Linked DNA regions of Mus musculus: all the other regions are linked to region 4. Evidence: chromatin contacts called from public Hi-C, HiChIP or PLAC-seq and promoter capture Hi-C data. All regions are on one chromosome and are shown on one strand. The core of a region is the stretch at or near the end of the contact, and the rest is flanking DNA. Distances in the headings are between cores, read along the strand shown. Region 1 overlaps Cmtr1 (cap methyltransferase 1). Region 2 holds the start of Cmtr1 (cap methyltransferase 1). Region 3 holds the start of Rnf8 (ring finger protein 8). Region 4 holds the start of Btbd9 (BTB (POZ) domain containing 9). Region 5 holds the start of Ndufv3 (NADH:ubiquinone oxidoreductase core subunit V3). Region 6 holds the start of Ccdc167 (coiled-coil domain containing 167). Region 7 holds the start of Tbc1d22bos (TBC1 domain family, member 22B, opposite strand).

Region 1 (2,767 bases), core at 98-2,597, 890 kb after region 4:
TCGGGAAACAGGTGGCTCAGTGAGGAAAAGAAAGGAGAACTCCAGGAAGAGGAGGCAAAAGAATAGAAGTACTTATCAGCAAGCATGATCCAGCACTCCCCACACCCAGACACCCCCTCGGTCACCACTGTCACCACTGCCCACTGGAGCTTCCTCACCCAAAACATCCTTAGCACCTTTTCCCCAGCCAGGCCGACTCAAGACTCCTCAGACAAGCACCTCTGTGGCTATCTAAGTGCTGTCTCCATGTCTCAGGGTCGTTCCCTCACCACACTGGCCCTTGCTTATACCCTGGTAAGCGGAACACTGCAGACAGAATGAAATACTGAGACACACAGCAAGTGTCCACAGCAGCTGGCACAGAGCGGGGTCGGAGTCTAGGAGGCCTGAGCATAGACGGCTCTCCCTAAGCAGCCCGTCTGGTGGCTGTAGCATGACCCAAACCCCCAGCTTCAAGGGCCTGCCTTCCTACAGGGCAGCCTCAATCTTCCCTCCCTGGCTCCTCCTCCCGTGGTGTCCTTCAGTTGCCTTTATTTTGGAGTAAGTTTATACTTCGATAACCAACAGAGTGCAGAGTTCCCATGCTTCTCATGTAGCTGCAGTTTTCCTGACAGTCTGCATAAGCACGGCATGGCTGTCAGGACTACGAGAGCAGGATTAGTACAGCACTGGTCAAGTCCAGGCTTCAGATTCACTCGCTCCCTTTTGCTGCTCAAGCACACCACACCAGAGTTTCCTCATTCTACCCTCCTGTGTCCTTTTGCCTTTGTCCAGGTCATGCTGGGAGCTGCTGAGGAGGCATAGGAGACGCTAGTCTAGTGGCAGTAGTCTCTGGGGACCCTCAGAGGCCCCATGTCATGTTAGGACTGATGAGACCCCCTCCCAAAAAAAATTCACTTGCCTTTTTATTGATAGTATTTTTTTCTTTCTCCTTTTTTAGGTGTGTGGGGAGGGTGGGGGGTTAGGTAGGAGTCAGTTTGAGACAGGGTTTCTCTCTAGCCCTGGCTGTCCAGGAACTTGCTCTGTAGACCAGGCTGACCTCAGAGCCGCCTGCCTCTGCCTCCCACGTGCTAAGGTTGAAGGTATGCTCCACCAGCAGCAGCCTGGCTAGTGACAGTCTGTGTCTGCCTCATGTCACTTTACTGGTCAGGAGCAGGTGCTTCAGCTTCACGCATTGCCCTGGGCCAGCACAGTGACTTCCCAACTGTCTATGAACTGTAAGAGTGAGTGACCACAGATCCCTACAGCTAGCCTGCTCTGGGATTCCTTCCTTCCTGCCTAGGGCCACCTCAGTCTTCCTATCCTACAAGCTGGAGAAAGCCGGCAGACTATCCAGGGTTGTGTGACTGCTAGATAAGAGCAGAAATCATAACGTATTTGCAACCCTGTCACTCTTAGGTGTCAAAGGCTAGCGAGTGAGCACATCTCTGGAGAAAGCAACTTTAGCCAGAGTAAAGCTCACCAACCTTTAACAAGCCCACCCAGGAACACTGGGACCTATCAGCCCTTCCCCAACCTGCTCTCTACTCTACCCCAGTATTCTGGAATGGATTCTGGGATTATAATCATTTACATATACACCAAGAGACCTAATAGCATTTGCCAAGGCCATCATGTAGCGTTCTGCAGTCAGCAGAGTGGGTGTGAGGCAGGAATCCTAGCCTAAGTCTAAGCACTCTAACACTGCACAGAAGAAACCAATCCTCAGCATGGATGCCTTAGCCCTGGGCGCCGACCTCTCTGGCCAAAGGGAAAGCAGGAAACTCAAGGAATTCATCCTAGGATTTCAAAGCCAGTGGCTTCTAGGTGCGTGGTACTGTACATATACCATCCAGCACTTGGGAAAAAAGCTGAAGCAGGAGGATTACTGCAAAGTCAAAGATAGTCTGGGTTACATAGCAAGACCTTGTAATGAGACAAGGGGCCTGTCCAGAAGTCTGCTCAGGAAGGAATAGCTAGTTCTTAGCTCTGCCACTCCCTCACTATGCAGTCAAGGACAAGCACGTATCTGAAGCTATTAAGCTCGATAGTTCAATTATAAATTGGGTGTAGGCATTTTTCTAGGCCGCTGTAGGATTAAATAATGCAACCTGTGGCAAAAATCTTTCTAAACTATAAACTAGCCACAAATATACGGTGGCATTATATTCAACTAGATCAACTTCCTTAGAGTCAAAACTCTAGTCATTTCCGTATTCTTCTCCTCTATCTGCCAAGTGCAGTATTACTCATAAAGTGAGTAAGGGCCCTGTCGAATTCTCTATTGCTACTCACAAGACAGAAAGGGAATACCCACATTCACTGTCTTCCATCCCATGTTACAGGCAGGCTTCTCTTAGATAAATAAAATCCTGAGCACAAAATCCTCCTCTCTCCTTCTCTATACCCCAAGCTTCCAGTTTTCCAGTGCTTAGGCAATAATTTGTCTGACCTAAAACATTAGGCCCCAGTGTGCCTATGCTTCTGGCCACTCCCACGCCTGCTGTCAACAGCTCCCTAGGAACACACTAGGCTAGGCTTTTACTCTGGTCCTCAGGGAGAATGGAGATGAAAAAGAACACACAGTGCACTAGACAGAAACCACTTTTTACGTTGGGAGTGCAAAGACACACCACTGACAGGGTGATTCTCCCTGGCTAGTTATCTATCAATCAGTTCAGGTCAAGCAGCTGCCTGAAGCTGTCCAAACATGTGGCATTTCCCTACGTAACAAGCATCCACTTGGACCTGAATGGTAGTCCTGGTGCCTACACTTCATTCTCATGAC
Region 2 (2,700 bases), core at 24-2,523, 920 kb after region 4:
AGTAGTGTATTCAAAGAACTCAGAAAAGAGAAAAGACTTAAAAGTTGGAGGTACACTGGTATCTTTGGGGAACAGGGACGCTGGGATACAAGAACAGACTTCTCTGGCGTTTGAGTCAGACATATAGTTTTAAGACCATGTGTTGTTTTGACTATGAACTGATACTCAATATTGTCTATGAAAATCAGAGCCAGTTCAACTTATTTCAAAATATTTGCTGGGGTGGAGGGAGAATGAGCATCAGCAGTCGAGGTAAGAAAGTAATGGAATTTGAAGGGATATAGCAATCCCTCCCCTTGAAACCTAGCAAAAGGTTTCCGTATTTCCAGCCCGAGGATGAACCTGTGGACCCAATGTACGATCATCCCAATCTCAGGTGGCAATTTCCTAAGTGACAGTAGCAGTGCCTATTAGAGGAAAGCAGGAAAGCCAGGCGACTGAGCCAACAGAAAGCCAGGCCCGAGGAGCCACATTTTTACTTGACATCACAGATAGGTGAGCCTACTGGAAAGCTCATCGCTGAGGCTTCACAGCACATAAAATGGGTCTCATTTAACTCTTAAGTCGTCCCGGTGGGTGTGGGTGAAGCGGGGGTGGGGGGTGCCACTGGGAACTCAGTGTGGTCTGCGATGGGGCAAGTGAGAGAACAGGAAACAGCTTTGTAGAAGGGCAAGGCGGCAGATACGAACGTCCCCCTCCACCACAGCACCTTCGACTGGGGCCTCGCAGGGAATCCAAGCCAATCCTCTCATTTCCTCGGCCAGGGGAAGGCCAAAGGGCTATCGAGTGACCTACAATGGCAGACGCGCTGTGACCAGGCACTTCTAAGCGCTGCTAACCCCCGTATGCAGAGGGGAAAGAAGGGAACGCCATCTCCCCGACGGAGCTTCTCCTTTGGAAACGTCAGGTGTGATACTGTGTGCGCGGCGACCAGCAGCAGCGGCAACCTCGGCTCCGAGAGGTTGCTGGGGACAAGACAGGGGGCAGGAGCAGAGAGAGGCTACCCGAAAGCGGGCAAAGCGGCCGCCGCAGGGGAAGGATGCTGTGCCCGTGCGCCCGCCCGCTCGCACCCCCGGGGCCGCGCGCCTGCACTCACGCTGAGGGGATGGGGCGAGTAGCCGGCGAGCGGAGACGAGGGACCAGGCCGCCACTGTCGCCGCCCAGGCTGGCCCTGCAACCTCCTCCTCCCTCACTTTCGTTTTCCTCGCAGGGCCGGCTAGCTGCGCGGTCGCGCTCGGAACCCGCCCCGCGGGCGGCGCCGCTTGATAACGTCACGAGCCCGCCAGCCCCGCCCCCGCTGGGCTCAGGCTTGGCCCTGGGGAACTGCCCAGGTCGCACAGCGCGCAGGACCCGAGGCGCCTGCGCGGAAGGGGGACCGCGAAAGAATGGGGGGGCAGAGAAAAGCCACTAGGAAAATAACCCTTGTCTACTCTCGCCCTAAAGAAGGGAAATCAATACTTCACCTCAGTTTATTCATCTTGTTATGGATTACCTGAAGAAGGAAAACTCCCAAGATGTCTTAATAAATCATGTGGAGTCTTTATTATTTATTACCACCGGTGGGGCTGTCTCAGGCAGAGGAGCGGGAAGCACCCTCGGACCTCCAGTTTGTTCGACATTTTAAAGACAAGGACTGCAACTGTGATGTATACAGAAAGGCAGCTCCAAACATGTGCAACAAGCAAACATTGCTTTTTTTTTCTTTTCAGAAGCAGAGTGATAACAATTAAATGGTCAGGCAGTTAACCTTTAGGTCAGAATCACAATCACATGGTATAGAAATTTATGGCTGATCAAGAGACCAGTTTAGCATAAGATTTAATGACTGGTCGAAGTGACCGGAGACGAATTTTTGCCCAAAATAGTTTTAGCAATGAAAGTATTCTTAGGAGCTAGGTGGTAGTGTCGAACACCTTTAATGCCAGCACTCAGAAAGCAGAGACAGGCATATCTCTGTGAGTTCGAAGCCAGCCTAGTCTACATAGCTACTTCCAGGACAGCCAGGGATATATTGTAAGACCCTGACTTGGAAAGTGGGAAAAAAAAATCCTAGAAAGTGTTTCACAACATGGCGTAACTAGTTTGGTAGCTTACTACAGTATCGTCATTATATAGATTTAAGAATACAGTCAGAGGAGCCGGGCGTGGTGGCACACGCCTTTAATCCCAGCACTCGGGAGGCAGAGGCAGGCCTATTTCTGAGTTCGAGGCCAGCCTGGTCTACAAAGTGAGTTCCAGGACAGCCAGGGCTACACAGAGAAACCCTGTCTCGAAAAACAAAACAAACAACAACAACAACAAAAAAGAATACAGTCAGAGACACAAACTGGCCAAGGTCAAAGACCTGTTCCTGTTCCATAGGACATATTTAACATTGGACTAGGCATAGCTCAGTGTCAAGACTGTTCGTCCGGTACACACCAGATCCTAGATCTGATTCTCAATGCCTCAGACTAAAAGAAATAATGGCATCTGTGGCATTTGACCATATGCACTGAGATGGGCTGTAACTCTAACTCCTCTTCCCATTTTCAGACCAATATAACTTTGTTGGACATTCTCAGCTGCGTTTGTCTCTTAAACCCCGAGACTTCAAATGTCAACATATGTTCTCCCATAATGCTGCTTTTTTTAAAAAAAAAAAGGATTTTATTTTTATTTTATGTGTATGCGTGTCCTTCATGCACGTATGTATGTATG
Region 3 (2,700 bases), core at 101-2,600, 960 kb after region 4:
TGGAGGGGTGCTGCTGACTGGTTTGTTCAGCCTGCTTTCTTATAGAACACAGGTGCACCAGCCAAGGGACAACCCCACTCACAATGGGCTGGGCCCTCCCCTATCAATCACTAATTAAGAAAATGCCTTACAGCTGGATCTTATGGAGACATTTGCTCAATTAAGTTTCCCTCTTTTCAGAGGACTCTGGTTTGTGTGCCAAGTTGACAAAAGACCAGCCAGTACACATGACCAACATTCAGTACTGTACAGGCTTTCCAAAACCTCAAGGATTCTACATTGCAAGCGCATCCCTGACCCAGTTCTGCTTCCAGAGCAGACTGCAAGGATTGAAAGCCCACAACAGCACCCAGCACCTCTCCCCCACTTAGAACTGTTCCTCCCACTTTGTCTTTGTTTCTAATTTTGCGTTTGTGGAGCTGCAGATACAGCTCATTTGGTAGAGTCCTTGCCTTCCAAGTTCTGTGACCCTGCGTTCAATCCCCAGCACCGGCCTTTTAAGTCAGCTTTACATTGTGAGCAGTTTCTGGAGAGAAGGCTGACCCACTTCAGGAGTGGCCCACCCCGACGCTCCAGTTCCCCTCGGAGATGGAATGGAAGACTTTTATTTTCAGTATTACAGTTCGAGGGGTTTAGGCATGCTACCCTTAAACTCCTGATCACACTTAAAATCAACTCCAGAGAGTCCACGCCCTCCGCAGCCTTCCAGGCGTCCATCTTCAGACTCCCTAGACAGGTTCGCCACTCCTAGGAATCAGTGGGGACGCCTCTGCCTCAGTTTCTCCGTCTCTGATAGACCCTTAACTGGGACAGTGCCTGTTCTCGACCCCATCCTTCTCCTCGCTGGGAGGCCCGCGTCCGTTACAGCGGCTCCGGCACGGGTCCCGCTCCCGCGCAGCCGCCCTCCAGCTCGGGCCTCAAGCCGCGGACTCGCCTGGCCTCGCGGCCCGGTCCCTCCGGGCCCTGAGGTGGCCGGAGCCCGCTGCCTCGGCGCCTCCCCGCCGACCGGTGTGCGCGGCCTTCCCCCGCTCCCGCAGCTCGCCAGGCCTCTCGCCCTCACCTCAGTCCCAGCCTCCAGCTGCAGCCACTCGCAGTCCATCCCCAGCCGCCGCAAGCACCAGCTCCGGCGGGCCGCGAGCTGCCCCGAGACCAAGGGGTCGGGCTCGCCCATGGCCCGACCGGCACTGGGGCAGCGTTCAGCAACCAGCCAACCTCTAGCCTGAGCTCCGGCCGCCTCCGAGGTTCCTCTCGCGCAACTTAATCTACACACAAGACAGAAGCAATCGCCCGGGGATCGACCGCGTTGAGAGCGCGGGCCCGCCCCAGGCCTGGGAAGGCGGGCAGTGCGCGTGCGCAGCGGGAGGCGGGCGGGAAGTGCGCAGGTGTGAGCCTGAAGAAGGACGAGCGTAACGTCTGCTGCGGACAAAATCCTAAACTAAAGCATAGATTTTAGGACTTGGAGGATGGCTCAACGAGTAAAGCTACTTGCTGGCAAGCGTGGAGACGATGCTCAGGCTTCACCTATATGGTGGCTGGGGAAAACTGACTTTTCAAATTGGCCTCTGACTTCCAAATGCGCACCCTAGCGGGTGGGTGTGGGTGTGCGCGCGCGCCTGTGTGCGCGCAGAGTAATAAACACTTAAAAGTTATAGATTAAAAATTATAGTAAACAACAGAAACACTCTCTTTCCTTGGGTTCGTGAGTATAATAATGACTTTCCCAATACCTTCTTTCCTCTCTGCGCTCTCCAAAGCCAGTACCCCAGATCCAGCAGCAATGAACCTGAACCTTTATTTGTATCCCACCCCTTTTTCCTTTGGCAGAGTGTGGTGGAGGATGAGGAGTTCAAGGGCATCTACCGCTATGCAGTGAGTTAGAGGCCAGCCTGGGATATGAGACCGTGTCTACAAAACAAACAAAAATTGCTTTATAACACGGTGATGACGGCCATAACCATTTTATTGAGAACTATAGCCTACTTTGGGTTGGGAGTAGGAGATTCTGAACATTGAACACACAGCCAAGGATGTACTCTGTAGCTAAATTATACCTCCACCCCATTATAACCCACTTTTGAGTGATTTAGAAAAGTCTGATCATTTTAAGGTTGATTCAGTCTATTCCTATTTAGCATCTATTTGTTTTTCATGACCTCATTTTGTTTCTGAATCTTTAAAAATTATACCAGGCAAATCTGTAGAGATGGATCGCATTACCTGGGGCTCATACAGGGTACAGAAGGAATGGAAATGGGCTTGAAGGGGCTAGGGAGATGAAACTCTCCCTTCTCTCTCCACGCTGAAGTTTGGGTGTTTAAGATATGTGTGTATGGGCTGGAGAGATGGCTCAGCGGTTAAGAGCACGGACTGCTCTTCTGAAGATCCTGAGTTCAAATCCCAGCAACCACATGGTGGCTCACAACCACCCGAAAGGAGATCATGAGATCTGGTGCCCTCTTCTGGTGTGTCTGAAAACAGCAACAGTGTACTTACATATAATAAATAAATCTTAAAAAAAATAAAAAAAAGATATATGTGTACATGTTTTGCCTGCATGTATGTCTCTGAGCCAAGTGCATGCCCAATGGCTGCAGAAACCAGAAGAGGTTGTTGGATCCCCTGGAACTGGAGTTTATTATTTTTATGGATTGTTTTGGTTCGGTTTATTTTTATGTATGTGTCTTGCCAACATGTATGTAT
Region 4 (2,735 bases), core at 150-2,649:
TCCCACTTCAGTTTGCCCCCCCCCCCTTTTTATTTTTTTGGTTTTTCTGAGACAGGGTTTCTCTGTATAGCTCTGGCTGTCCTGGAACTCACTCTGTAGACCAGGCTGGCCTCAAACTCAGAAATCCACCTGCCTCTGCCTCCAGAGTGCTGGGATTAAAGGCATGCGCCACCACCGCCCGGCTCCCTTTGTTTTTTTAAATGTACCAATCCCGAAGTCAATTCTCCAAGGACAAATAAATTGGGGACACGTGTATCGGAAAGTAGATGTATTAAATTGATGGATATCGTTCCACATGGAAGATGAGAGCGGAGAATGTTTCCCCAACCAACGTATCCACATTCCATCGTTCTACCATGTCATCCGTAAGGAATGTCACTACCATTTAGTAACTGACACACAAAGGCAGCTTTCTTTCCGTCTTGCTAAATGTTACTCCCACCTGTCTCAGCAACCACGCTAGAAACCTGGCCTACCTATTCATTCCCCCGCTCAGAGCTGGCCTCCGCGTTTCCATCCCCACCGCCAGAGTCTAGGTTGTGGCTCTGATCCTTCACTGGCCCAGCCCTAACCCTTGCTGTGTCTGTTCATTTTCACTGCCCATTTAAGTCGTCTTTGCTTGGAATTAAGTCTTCCATCTTCAAACCCACACACCCAGGTAAGTAACTTTCAAGAGTGACGACTCTCCAGTTTCGGCCAGGAAAGACCTACAACCCAATTTCTACGGCTTCAAAGTTCACAGTGCCTGCTTCTTATGTGAAAGATGGAGTCTAATGGGCTTTATACGTTACACTTGGTAGTCCTGGAGTGTCGAGGACTTATGTCCGGGCTTTCTGTCAGGGTCTTGAAATAAGGAGTTCGAATGAGATCAGTTCGCCCGCAGCCTCGCATGCATTATTTCGTCCTAAGTTGACACCTTTCTAGCGCAGGCAAGTCGGGTATCCGTCTTCCCACTGACAGAAGGAGGAAACTGAGTCGTGGTATTTCAGGCCTGGCCTCGTAGCACCTTCATGCTGGTAATGCCTCTCTTGGCCCATTCTCCTCGTCCAACTTCTCGCACGTAGCTGACTGTCCATCAGGCAAGCGACTAAGTGCAGAAAGACGAGGCTTTCTCCAACCGGCGCTCCGGCTCGTCCCCTTACGCAGTGACGCGACCGATGACGCTATTCAGTGACGTGTGATGACGTGCCTCACCCTGAGCCAGGTGTCGGCAGGGCGGCCACACCCTCAGGGCCCAGTACTGGAGGGGCAGTGGCTCCGACCTGGGGAAACACGCCGCAAGACCCCCGCCTGAGGCGACCTGGGGCCCTGGCGTCCTGGGTTCTACTGGCCCACGGTTGAGCCGTTGCTAAGTGACGCCAGCGCGCAGAGCGCGTGCGCGGCCACGGCGGTGTGCGTGAAAGCGGGCGCGCGCCGCGACGGCGGCGGCGAGGAAGGCGGCGACGGCGGCGGTCGAGGGGGCGGTGGCCACGAGGCGGGGTCGCTGCTGGCGGAAGAGACGTGTGTGGCGGCTTCTAGGTCGCTGAGGGACATCGTCGGGGTGAGTCGCCCGGACCGCTCGTGAGAGTTGGGGCCTGGCCGCACCTGCTGCGCGGGCCCGGGGCGCGGGGACGCGCTCCCCCTCCCCGCCGGACCCGCGCGCGCCGCTCCACGCCCCTCGGCCGCTGGTTCCGGGGGCGGGGACGGGGGCTGAGGAGGGTCAGTTCCCGGGCCTGGCGCTCTGGGGTGGGGGTGGGGGGGGGTGAGAGGGGGGCGCTGGAGAGAGGGGTGCCGAGGGACAAGTGACTGGACTCCAGTGCGACGCTGCCGGTTTCCTTTTAGGAATTTGAAGCGGGAGAAGCCCGCGTTCCTCAGCAGCCGCGCGTCCACACTGAGACGCCGACTGTGCAAACCTGACAAACGCGGAAATGGGGACCCTCGGGGTTCGCAAAGTTTTGGGGTAAACCGCGAAGAGATCCGTCAGCTCTACCCTGGCGGGTCTGGGAGTAGGAGCGGGTTGTTAGAGAGATCGTTAGAATCTGTGCCTGCGTGAGCGTCGGGCACACCCACGACCCGGGGAAGGCGACTTGTCAGTGAAGATGCTGGTTGACTAACCTGTTGCCTGGACCTTCCAGCCTCACGTGCATGCCCACGTGCTTCTCTGAACATTATTATTATTATTATTATTATATCCTGTGTTGATCCACATTTTTGAAGCCAAGGGACCATATCCATCCAGTATTGTTACTTCCTCATAGACTCAAATCTGCCCTTGTATCTATTTCCCAGAACCGTGCTGTGCTTTGGCCATTTCAAGGGTCTTGCAGGTAGAGCAGCCCTGCCTTTTGTGTGTGTTCTTCCCAGAAGCAGTGCGGGCTGTTATTTATCTGGTGGAAATGTAGATTGTGTTTCACGCGTGGGCTGGCATGGTGAGACTGGAGTTAAATGATGCAACTGGCCATCAGCCAGTATACAGGATTCTGTTGGGTCCGTTGTATGTGGTGGTTTTTTAAGGAGGAATAATGGAGACAAATGGAAGAAATAATCTTTCCCGTTATGAGTTAAAGGCAGTGCCAAGTGAGAGTGACAAGATAGGGAGCACTGACATTTGATCATGCCTAAAAACTGAGGGACATAACTTTAGAGTTTCCACCCAGAGTCTAAAATCAGGAGATTCAGTTTTATAACGGAGTCTCTGTAAGGTATGGTCTCTGAAGTTCTCACGTCTTGGAATCAGTAAAGCTTGCTTTGAAAAA
Region 5 (2,700 bases), core at 87-2,586, 940 kb before region 4:
GCTCTGACAAATACCCCAAAAGCTGCAAGAAAAATATACCCCAAGTTCCAGGAAAATCACTATTAGCATCTGGGTAAATGAAAACAACTTTATTTCCCTAATCTTTGCAGAAATTTCCCAAAATAGGCACTTGGAAAGTTTTTATTAAAAATAAAGACTTTGCCAGCTTCGTTATACAAAGCTTCAGGATATCTTGGAGAAGAGCCTGGTTCTATGTTCTGCAGAAACCTGGGGCTCAGGGGTTGGGAGGATGGGAGACAGATGCTTCTGAGAAAAGCTCTTGCTGTCACGTGTCCTGCAAAGCCTCAGTTAGACAGACCTGTGTTGGGGGGAGGGGGGGAGCCTGTGTTAGCATGGGGGAGGGGGGAGGGAAGTGCTGGCCTCTGGATGGCAGCCATCATGCCGGCTGTAACACTCAGGCCTGGATCCTGGATGCAAGGCCCAGTTGGCTCTCAGCCCAAGACTCCTGGGTCTTAATACAGGGCAGCCAGTTTACTCTACTGGCTATTTTGTTACTTTACAAAATACTATGTTTCTTTTTGCAAAATTATCTCCCTACAGTTAGTAAAGTTGCAGAAACACTATCTACTAGTAAATAGGATGTAGATAATTGCTTCAGAAGTGTTACAATTTGAGAAGAATCTTATTGTAATTCAGCCGGCAACCGCTAAGGTATGTGTTAGATCCTAGGATGCTTCATGCTAGGGAGGGGGTTGGGGGGTGGAGCAAAAGAACCGGAAAACTTCTATTTATACTGATGATTCTCCGTGTGTGTACAAATTATGTGTACCGATACACGCTGGAAAAAAATCGCTGGGAGCAATATACCTGAAGGAATAATTAAACAGTGCCCATTTGACGACGGGAGCCCTCTGTCACCTGTATTTTATATTGCTGTGAGCATTTCCTGCTTTGGGGCCAGTTCAATGACAGCTCTTGACAAGCAAGCGCAGGGCCCTAGGTTCCATCCACCGAACCCAACCCAAACAAAACCCAATACTAGTTTTGCAGAGAAAGCCAGGTTTCGTTTTAAAAACAGCCTCAGTGACTCGGTTTCACTCCTGCAGAGAAAACCCTTCTGTCCGGGTCAGGTGAGCACAGGCCCTAGGACCCCTCTCCGCACCGGGCCCACGGGTGCAGTTAAGGGTCAGGCTAAGGGCCCGGTATGTCCCGCCCGTTAGCCCTTTACCTTCAGCGCCCGGATCCGTCCTCCCCGCAGGAGGAGAGAGACCGCCATGGCACAAATGCCAAGAGCGGAGGTCGCACTTAGGTACGTGACCTACTTGTGCACACGCACCACCCCAGGCTCCGCCCCGCGTCCACGTTCACCAATCGCACACCATGGTGGACCCAAGCGTTTGCGCGCGCATTCTGGGAGGGCTCCTTAAGGCCACGCCCCTAACTGAGTCCACCAATTCCGGGTTCGGGAAAGCGTGGGGTCCTCCCCTGGGTAGATCCCGCTGAAAGTCCCGCCCCTCCGATTTGGGCCTGCCCACCTTGCCCTGATCTCGCCCTTAACTCTGGTCTGTAACCTACCAAAATTGCACAGCTAGAATCATGTCCTTTGCGTTTCTGGTTCGACTTGAGAGACTTCTGTGTTTGGTGAGATCTTTGTGAGTTTGTTGTTTCTTGGAGATACAACTCGGTGGTAGTGCGCTTGCCCAGTAGGGGCGTGGTCTTGAACAAACAAACCAGAAGCTGGGCATGGAGGTGCCCACCTACCATACCAGCAGTAGGGCTAGTTCAAAGACAGCCTGCTCTTTTACAGAGTAACTGTAAAGATTGTTTGTAATCAATAGATAAACTTGGGGCTAGAGAGATGGCTCAGCGATTAAGAGCACTGACAGCTCTTCCAGAGGTCATGAGCTCAAATCCCAGCAACCACATAGTGGCTCATAACCCTCTATAGTGAGATCTGATGCCCTCTTCTGGTGTCTGAAAATAGCTACAGTATACTTATATATAACAATTAAGTGTGGGGGGGGGGGAGGAGAAAGAAAAGTACCTGTCATTTGTCCCTATTATACACACACACACACACACACACACACACACACATATATATATATATACTCACACACATGCACACCCAACTTCACCAGTTGAGGACCAAGCCTTTAACACACAAAGCTTTTTGGAGAACCATATCTAAGGCACAGCTGTGTTACAGTATGTGTTATTGGAATTCCTCTTCCCACTGATTGATTGGTGGCCCCTCGCACACGTTTGCCCAGTGCACAGTAAGTATTTCACATAGATGGTTATGTCTATACCTCCAATTTTCCACCAAGGAAAATTCAATGTCAGTGAAAGGATTCAGAACAATGAAATGAATTACTGAGAAGAAAAAAAAATATTAGAGCTGTTAATGCTGTGTCCAGGCTGTCAGGGGGACAATGGCATGACGGGAGCTCCAAGGAGTGTTCAGGCTCCAGAGACAGAGTGCATTGCAGGCCTCTGAAGACTGGAGACAGCCCATGTGAGAGCATCTTCTAGATCTGAGAATGGGAAAGGTTTCTGTGACATGAGATTGCTACGGACACTGTGGGCTGAGAAGAAGCTCGATCTACCACACAAATAATTGTCCTTCTTCACCTACTCTTGTCTCCAGGGGACACTTGCATGCTTTAGAGGTGAGTAAATAATACTGAGGGGAACGGGTACCACCTGTCCTTTGTGGGACTGGAGTTGGAGCTGTAA
Region 6 (2,700 bases), core at 45-2,544, 860 kb after region 4:
ATCTATGGCAGCTTTTTGAACCACATCCCCACTCTTTCAGACAACATCTATCTACTTTTAGTTTTTTTGCCATACCACAATTTTTTAAAAATTAATTATTATTATTATTATTATTATTATTAAGGTTTCACTGTTGTCCAGGCTGATTTCAAAACTGTGGACTCTAAATGATGCACCACCTCACTATCCTAAATAATTGAGACTACTCATATGTCCACCATGCTCAGCTAACTTTTTTCTTTTAATAAAAAAAACAAAAACAAAAAAACCATAGCACTTCACAGATGCTAAAGGTACTGACTTGTAGCTAGAGAAAGTACCCAAGATGCTGAAGGGGTCTGCAACACTATAGGTGGAACAACAATATGTACTAACCAGTACCCCCCGGAGCTTGTGTCTCTAGCTGCATATGTAGCAGAAGATGGCCTAGTCGGCCATCATTGGGAAGAGAGGCCCCTTGGTCTTGCAAACTTTATATGCCCCAGTACAGGGGAATGCCAGGGCCAAGAAGTAGGAGTGGGTGGGTAGGGGAGCAGGGCGGGGGGAGGGTATAGGGAACTTGCAGGATAGCATTTGAAATGTAAATTTTAAAAATATCTAATTAAAAAAATGAAAAAGAAAAGGTACTGACTTGTAAAACTTTGGTGGCAGCTCTATGTCTATGTCCTGTGGTAGGGTTATAGTCAAAACATCTCCAAGTCCAAGGTCTAAACACTCTAAAATCCTAAGCATGAACAAGCCTCTAAAAGAAAGCCAGAAGCCCAGGTAAGACCTAGGAATCTCAGGCTAATATGGTGTGCTGCGAGCCTTCTTCATGCCTTCCGTGATGTCTGCAGGCTGTTCTCATTTCACCAGAAAACAAGCTAATGCGAAAGAACACAGGACAGAAAGGATTAACGGTGCAAGACCATATTAGATCCCAAAGGGCAGAGCAGTTCAAGTTGGGACTGAAGGGCCAGGGCTTGCAGGCTGAGCCTTGCAGGAGCAAGAACATTTGAACGAGGATAGCCTAAAAAACGGTGCAGGGATGCCCTGAGGGATGCAAGAAGGAAGATGTTTGAAAAGAAAGAAGGAAGTTAAGATAAAAGCTCTCAAGTACGTAAAGAGGTCTCCACTCACGGGTAGACCTGAAACTGCTTCCCTGCACATCTTATACCCGGAGGCCGCCCCTCACAAACATGGCCGCTGCAGGATGGACGCGCCCCTTAACAAGATGGCGACGCAGAAGTCCCGCCTCCTTCCTCTGCACCGACCAATGAAAAAGAAGCACGAGGTCCTGCGCGTGCGTAGTGCGACTTAATGGGCTGGTCCAGCGCGGAAAAGACAGCAAGCAATATGACTAAAAAGAAGCGGGAGAATCTTGGTGTCGCTCAGGAGGTGAGGGGGAGAAGTCGGGTTCGAGTCACGTGGTTAGTCACTGTGTTCCGACGCAGGGGCGTCGATCGGCCCGGCGGCTGCGACGTCGAGGGTCAGATGGAGGAAGCGAGGGCGACGTGGCTTTGGGAGAGGCTGTGAAGGGAGGTGAAGGGTCACGATGAGGAAGGCAGGGATGGAGCTGAGAACCATCAGCTCCATCCCTGGTCAGGGGAGTCCCAAAGAAGACAGGCCATAGTGGGTATTCTAAAAGGAGAGACTCGGAGACTAAGGGAGACTTTAGCAGAAAGAGACAGGTGGGAACCAAAGGTGTTCGGGACTTGTAGGTGAGGGACCACCATGGAGCTAATAAGACTCCAGGGTGAGTGCGAGGCTATTATTCAGTATACTGCTAGTGGCTTAAACGTCTCCAGAGAGGGGAAGTTTTTCCTGTGGGGTATCAGCCTTGTAGCTTGAGGATCTTTGGAAATCTGCAGAGATTCCTAGAATTGGTGTTTGGGAAGGCCTTTAAAATAGTTTGTCATGCATGGAAAAAAAGCCGTCTGATGCATGTTTCGTTTGCATGTTCAATGAATTGTTGCATGTCTGTTATGCTCGTATAGACGAGGGAACTGAGGGTCTACGTGGAACTCAGGACATAGGTGGCACATGGTTATAGTCCCAGGGCTCAGAGATCTAAGCCAGCCTGGGATACAGAGCAACACTGCAAGGAAACGAAAAGGCGGAAGCCAGCTTAAAGTGGTGAAGGTGATAGAGCAGGGAATAATGCTCAGGTGGGCTTCCTGGAAGTGGGGACTCGTTTCCTCTCCCTTACAACGAAGGCATGTTCAGCCTGGGCCCTTGGGCCACTGGTGTTCCAGTACATCTAGGAATGTGATACAGCATGCTTGTAGATGACAGCATCAGGCTTCAATGTCAAAATATTGGACGCCCTCGAGGCATCCTCCCAGAGGTTACTTATCTCCTCAGTGATCCCTTTTTTGTTTGTTTGTTTGTTTGTTTTTTTCAGACAGGATTTCTCTGTGTAGTCCTGGCTGTCCTGGAACTCACTCTGTAGACCAGGCTGGCCTCGAACTCAGAAATTCGCCTGCCTCTGCCTCCCAAGTGCTGGGATTAAAGGCGTGTGCCACCATGCCTGGCTGCATTTTTGTTCTCTTTAGTGGTGGTTTGCTACTTTGAGGGATCCGTAAGCACCGCGCTGACGTGCTGTCTAGTGCTCCAGGACTGTGATGGGGCTTAGAGCGACAATCGGTTTGTTACATAAACCATTTTTCAGGTGTGGAACAACTCAGTATTATGTGGTCCTTTGGGCAGTGAGTTCAACGC
Region 7 (2,700 bases), core at 46-2,545, 980 kb after region 4:
TACCTAGCAACAACAAGATAGCAGCCCACTATAAGAGGGGCTGCTTGGCCCCTCCTCGCTCTCTTTAAGCTTTCTTCTTCTCTAGCCTTTCCTCTTTTTCTCTTCCCCCTTCTCTCCTTGTGACCATGGCCGGCCTCTCCCTCTCTCTTTCTACCTTCTCTCTTTCCCCCTGGCTTTCTACAACAAAGCTCTAAAACCATAGACTGTCTCTGCTCACAAGGCCCGCTGTGCTTGAACGATGGGATAGGCTTTCTCTTAACGATCCGTGTCTAACCTCCCGACAGAAGGCCTTCCTGCGCTCCAGCCATGGACTGGACTAAGGACTCTTGCCTGCGTGGGAACCACCCAGTACCCACCTTTCCCCTGCCCTCTTCCCTTATCTCCGGGGCCGAGTGCCGCCCTGGGGCCCCTATTCTGTTCTCAGCTCCTCTGTCATATCCAGCGTGGGATGCCAGAGACTGAGAACCTGGTACCAGGAGCTGCCCCTTGTCCACCCCCTGCCATGCGGGGTCAGTGGCTTCACACAGCCAGATGCCCATCCGGGGCCGAGTGGAAAGTGTCTGGCAGTCCTCCCCCATCTGCCCGCCCAGAGCATGGGAACCCTGGCGGGACGCGGGCACTCTCTCCTACTCCCCTCTTCCCTACACACCCACGGCCTCACAATTGGCCCACTATAGAGGCCAGCGGCTGGGCAGGGCAGGGAGGCCCAGAGGGAAAGCACGCCATTACCCCGCACAGAGCTATTGTGAGGGGCACGTGAAGGTGCACACCAAGGCTCTAGGTCGTGGAAAGATGAAAGAGCAAGACAAACCAAGGATGCTCCCATGACCAAGAGAACCTGGGAAGGAGTGAGAGAGAGCCAACTGGGTAGGGAAAGGAGGGATGGGCAGGAAGTCCCACAGCAGAGACGGGGAGGCACAGATGGCTGGTACAGTGGCTGGCAGCCCTGAAGATGCGCTCGCTGGCCTACAGATCTCAGGTCACAGAGCCCCCTGCAAGGTTCACACTGCAGGGAAGAGTAACTCCTAACCTTCTCTGTCTGTCTGGCCACAGTGTCCTTGTCACTCGGGCTTCCTAGGTGCCTGCCTGGCCAGAGCTGGAAAGCTGCACTCCTATAAGCACCTGCTCTTCCCAGCTATCTGCCTCCCAGGGAGCTGTGCCGAGCTTTTCCAGCCCATTCAGGTCCCAGCAGGTCAGCCAGGCTTGGGGAGCCTGTGTTAAGCCTGGGATTGTTATGTGACCATGTGACAGGCAAGGTCAACCCTCAGACTGCATGCAAAGGCAACGGGAAGCCACTGGTGGCTCAGCAACAGAAGGGCACAGACAGAACACTGCTAGAAAACCCTCTCAGGATGACGGTTTGAAGGAGGACAAGGAAGAGAATGTAAGTCCTTCTAGGAGGAAGGTGTCCAGAGCAAATGGCTGGACCAGGGCTGTGGACTGGGAAGGAGAGGGGAGGGGCTGGGGCAGAGCTGAGAGGGAACTGAGGCCACGGTGACAGAATGAGGTGGAAAGACCTTGGGAGAGCTCACAGCCTTCCCGCTGAGCTGTGAAGACAGTGATGCCAAGGCAGTGTGCCACAAGGACTGACTGGGAAGGGAGCCGAGGAGGACCGAGTGTCACAGCTTAGGTGGGACCTGGGCTACTACTGGAGAAGTCCCATCCTCCCAACCTACCATCGATCCGGCTGACGAGCTCTTCCAGCGCCTTGACCTTCTTCTGGATCCCTGGCTGTGCAAACGTGTAATTATCCTGTGAAGGACACAGAGCCAGGGTGAGCAGTGTCCAAACCAGCTGCTTTCTACACCTAGACAGAGCTCATAGAGACAGGCTGCTCTGTCGTTATTGCTGGTATGTGCGTGTGCGCCTGTGCCAGCATGTGTGTGTTACCCAGGCCACGGAGATTTCAGGTATCATTCCTCACAAACATCTATCTTGCTTTCTGAGACAGGGTCTCACTGAGACTGGAGCTCAAGATTAGGCTAGGCACCTCCCTCCCCAGTGCCATCTCTGCAGTCCCTGAAGCATATTAAAAGTATATCAGGGGCTAGAGAGATGGCTCAGTGGTCAAGAGTGCATACTCTCTTCCAGGGTATGGTTCCTAGTGGCTCACAACTACCTGAGACTCCAGATCCCAGTGATCCAACACTTCCAGCCTCCAAACACCTGCACTCGTGTGCACATACCTATACACAGGCTGGAGAGATGGCTCACTGGTTAAGAGCACTGGCTGCTCTTCCAAGAGGACCCAGGTTCAATTCCCAGCATCCACATGGCAGCTCACAAATGTCTGTAACTCCAGGTCCAGGGAATTCAATACCTTCACACAGACTGATGCATATATGTGTGTGTGTGTGTGTGTGTGTGTGTGTGTATGTGTTTGTGTGTGTGTGCAAATACCAAAGCACATAAAATAAAAATAAGTAAAATATTATATATATATATGTATATGTAAAATAAACATATATTTTAAAAGTTCACCAAGGCTAACAGCTAGGAACGGTGTTTGGAAACAAAGGGATTCCTAAAACTGCAGCATATGGTGAAAGGCTGGAGGAGGCCTGCCCTGGGGTTGGCCCACAGGATCTGGGTACACAGTAGGGCCCAGGGGCCTCTGTAATGACAGCTAGTGCTGCACAGTGATTTTCTCAGCCCCGGAGGGATGCTAGCCCACTGTCTAGTGAAGCTAATAGAAGAGGC

The links. Promoter capture Hi-C pulls out the DNA fragments that hold promoters and counts their contacts. Hi-C and Micro-C count contacts between places; a contact is called where the count stands out from the background. HiChIP or PLAC-seq counts read pairs in DNA pulled down with a chosen protein or histone mark.
Region 1: a contact with region 4 is called in a promoter capture Hi-C map of frontonasal cranial neural crest, with 4 times the contacts expected there. The contact joins the enhancer-like site here to the promoter of Btbd9 in region 4. A contact is called at or near these places in 10 of 39 promoter capture datasets (the 3T3-L1 cell line, HPC-7-derived erythroid cells, cranial neural crest and 6 more), 1 of 484 Hi-C or Micro-C datasets (cerebellar granule neurons) and 9 of 115 datasets of contacts at active chromatin or transcription factors (DN3 thymocytes, astrocytes, bone marrow-derived macrophages and 6 more).
Region 2: a contact with region 4 is called in a promoter capture Hi-C map of pre-B cells, with 7 times the contacts expected there. The contact joins the promoter of Cmtr1 here to the promoter of Btbd9 in region 4. A contact is called at or near these places in 15 of 39 promoter capture datasets (the 3T3-L1 cell line, the C10 cell line, the HPC-7 cell line and 10 more), 8 of 115 datasets of contacts at active chromatin or transcription factors (the SCID.adh cell line, embryonic basal ganglia, embryonic forebrain and 5 more) and 2 of 9 other capture datasets (embryonic stem cells and macrophages).
Region 3: a contact with region 4 is called in a promoter capture Hi-C map of pre-B cells, with 3 times the contacts expected there. The contact joins the promoter of Rnf8 here to the promoter of Btbd9 in region 4. A contact is called at or near these places in 15 of 39 promoter capture datasets (the 3T3-L1 cell line, 3T3-L1-derived adipocytes, the C10 cell line and 9 more), 1 of 15 datasets of contacts at CTCF or cohesin (large pre-B cells), 5 of 484 Hi-C or Micro-C datasets (the HPC-7 cell line, LSK cells, brain and 2 more), 16 of 115 datasets of contacts at active chromatin or transcription factors (the SCID.adh cell line, T-cell acute lymphoblastic leukemia, astrocytes and 13 more) and 2 of 9 other capture datasets (adipose tissue and liver).
Region 5: a Hi-C map of B cells shows a contact between it and region 4, with 9 read pairs. The contact joins the promoter of Ndufv3 here to the promoter of Btbd9 in region 4. A contact is called at or near these places in 1 of 39 promoter capture datasets (pre-B cells) and 1 of 484 Hi-C or Micro-C datasets (B cells).
Region 6: a contact with region 4 is called in a promoter capture Hi-C map of pre-B cells, with 7 times the contacts expected there. The contact joins the promoter of Ccdc167 here to the promoter of Btbd9 in region 4. A contact is called at or near these places in 12 of 39 promoter capture datasets (the 3T3-L1 cell line, 3T3-L1-derived adipocytes, the C10 cell line and 8 more), 7 of 484 Hi-C or Micro-C datasets (the HPC-7 cell line, cerebellar granule neurons, cerebral cortex and 4 more), 15 of 115 datasets of contacts at active chromatin or transcription factors (differentiating embryonic stem cells, embryonic basal ganglia, embryonic forebrain and 10 more) and 2 of 9 other capture datasets (adipose tissue and macrophages).
Region 7: a contact with region 4 is called in an H3K4me3 HiChIP or PLAC-seq map of embryonic midbrain, with 5 times the contacts expected there. The contact joins the promoter of Tbc1d22bos here to the promoter of Btbd9 in region 4. A contact is called at or near these places in 5 of 39 promoter capture datasets (the 3T3-L1 cell line, the HPC-7 cell line, hippocampal neurons and 2 more), 1 of 15 datasets of contacts at CTCF or cohesin (large pre-B cells), 1 of 484 Hi-C or Micro-C datasets (brain) and 2 of 115 datasets of contacts at active chromatin or transcription factors (embryonic midbrain and large pre-B cells).

The regions. Positions count from the first base shown.
Region 1 is chr17:29,683,056-29,685,822 of GRCm38.p6, reverse strand. All of the region lies in intron 8 of Cmtr1 (cap methyltransferase 1), which reads right to left. All of the region lies in intron 13 of Gm28043 (predicted gene, 28043), which reads right to left. Among named protein-coding and RNA genes, the nearest start is that of Cmtr1, 24 kb to the right of the region's middle. Within about 2 kb of position 1,347, at least 16 of the 459 cell types and tissues checked have an H3K27ac peak or open chromatin away from gene starts, as enhancers often do.
Region 2 is chr17:29,659,168-29,661,867 of GRCm38.p6, reverse strand. It overlaps Cmtr1 (cap methyltransferase 1), which reads right to left and starts at 1,273. Exons shown (of 24, transcript NM_028791.6): 1 at 1,097-1,273. The region is part of intron 7 of Gm28043 (predicted gene, 28043); the gene reads right to left.
Region 3 is chr17:29,613,439-29,616,138 of GRCm38.p6, reverse strand. Rnf8 (ring finger protein 8) reads right to left here and starts at 1,350. Exons shown (of 8, transcript NM_021419.2): 1 at 1,061-1,350. The coding sequence starts at 1,171. It overlaps Gm28043 (predicted gene, 28043), which reads right to left and starts at 1,350. Exons shown (of 28, transcript NR_132314.1): 1 at 1,061-1,350.
Region 4 is chr17:30,574,951-30,577,685 of GRCm38.p6, reverse strand. Btbd9 (BTB (POZ) domain containing 9) reads left to right here and starts at 1,399. Exons shown (of 11, transcript NM_027060.1): 1 at 1,399-1,540.
Region 5 is chr17:31,518,751-31,521,450 of GRCm38.p6, reverse strand. Ndufv3 (NADH:ubiquinone oxidoreductase core subunit V3) reads right to left here and starts at 1,336. Exons shown (of 4, transcript NM_030087.2): 1 at 1,190-1,336. The coding sequence starts at 1,237. It also overlaps a transcript of Wdr4 not described here.
Region 6 is chr17:29,715,611-29,718,310 of GRCm38.p6, reverse strand. It overlaps Ccdc167 (coiled-coil domain containing 167), which reads left to right and starts at 1,294. Exons shown (of 4, transcript NM_026782.2): 1 at 1,294-1,377. The coding sequence starts at 1,336.
Region 7 is chr17:29,594,900-29,597,599 of GRCm38.p6, reverse strand. It overlaps Tbc1d22bos (TBC1 domain family, member 22B, opposite strand), which reads left to right and starts at 1,295. Exons shown (of 4, transcript NR_045447.1): 1 at 1,295-1,384. Tbc1d22b (TBC1 domain family, member 22B) reads right to left here. Exons shown (of 13, transcript NM_198647.1): 10 at 1,677-1,752. Mir7667 (microRNA 7667) reads right to left here and starts at 2,062; the gene lies at 2,000-2,062.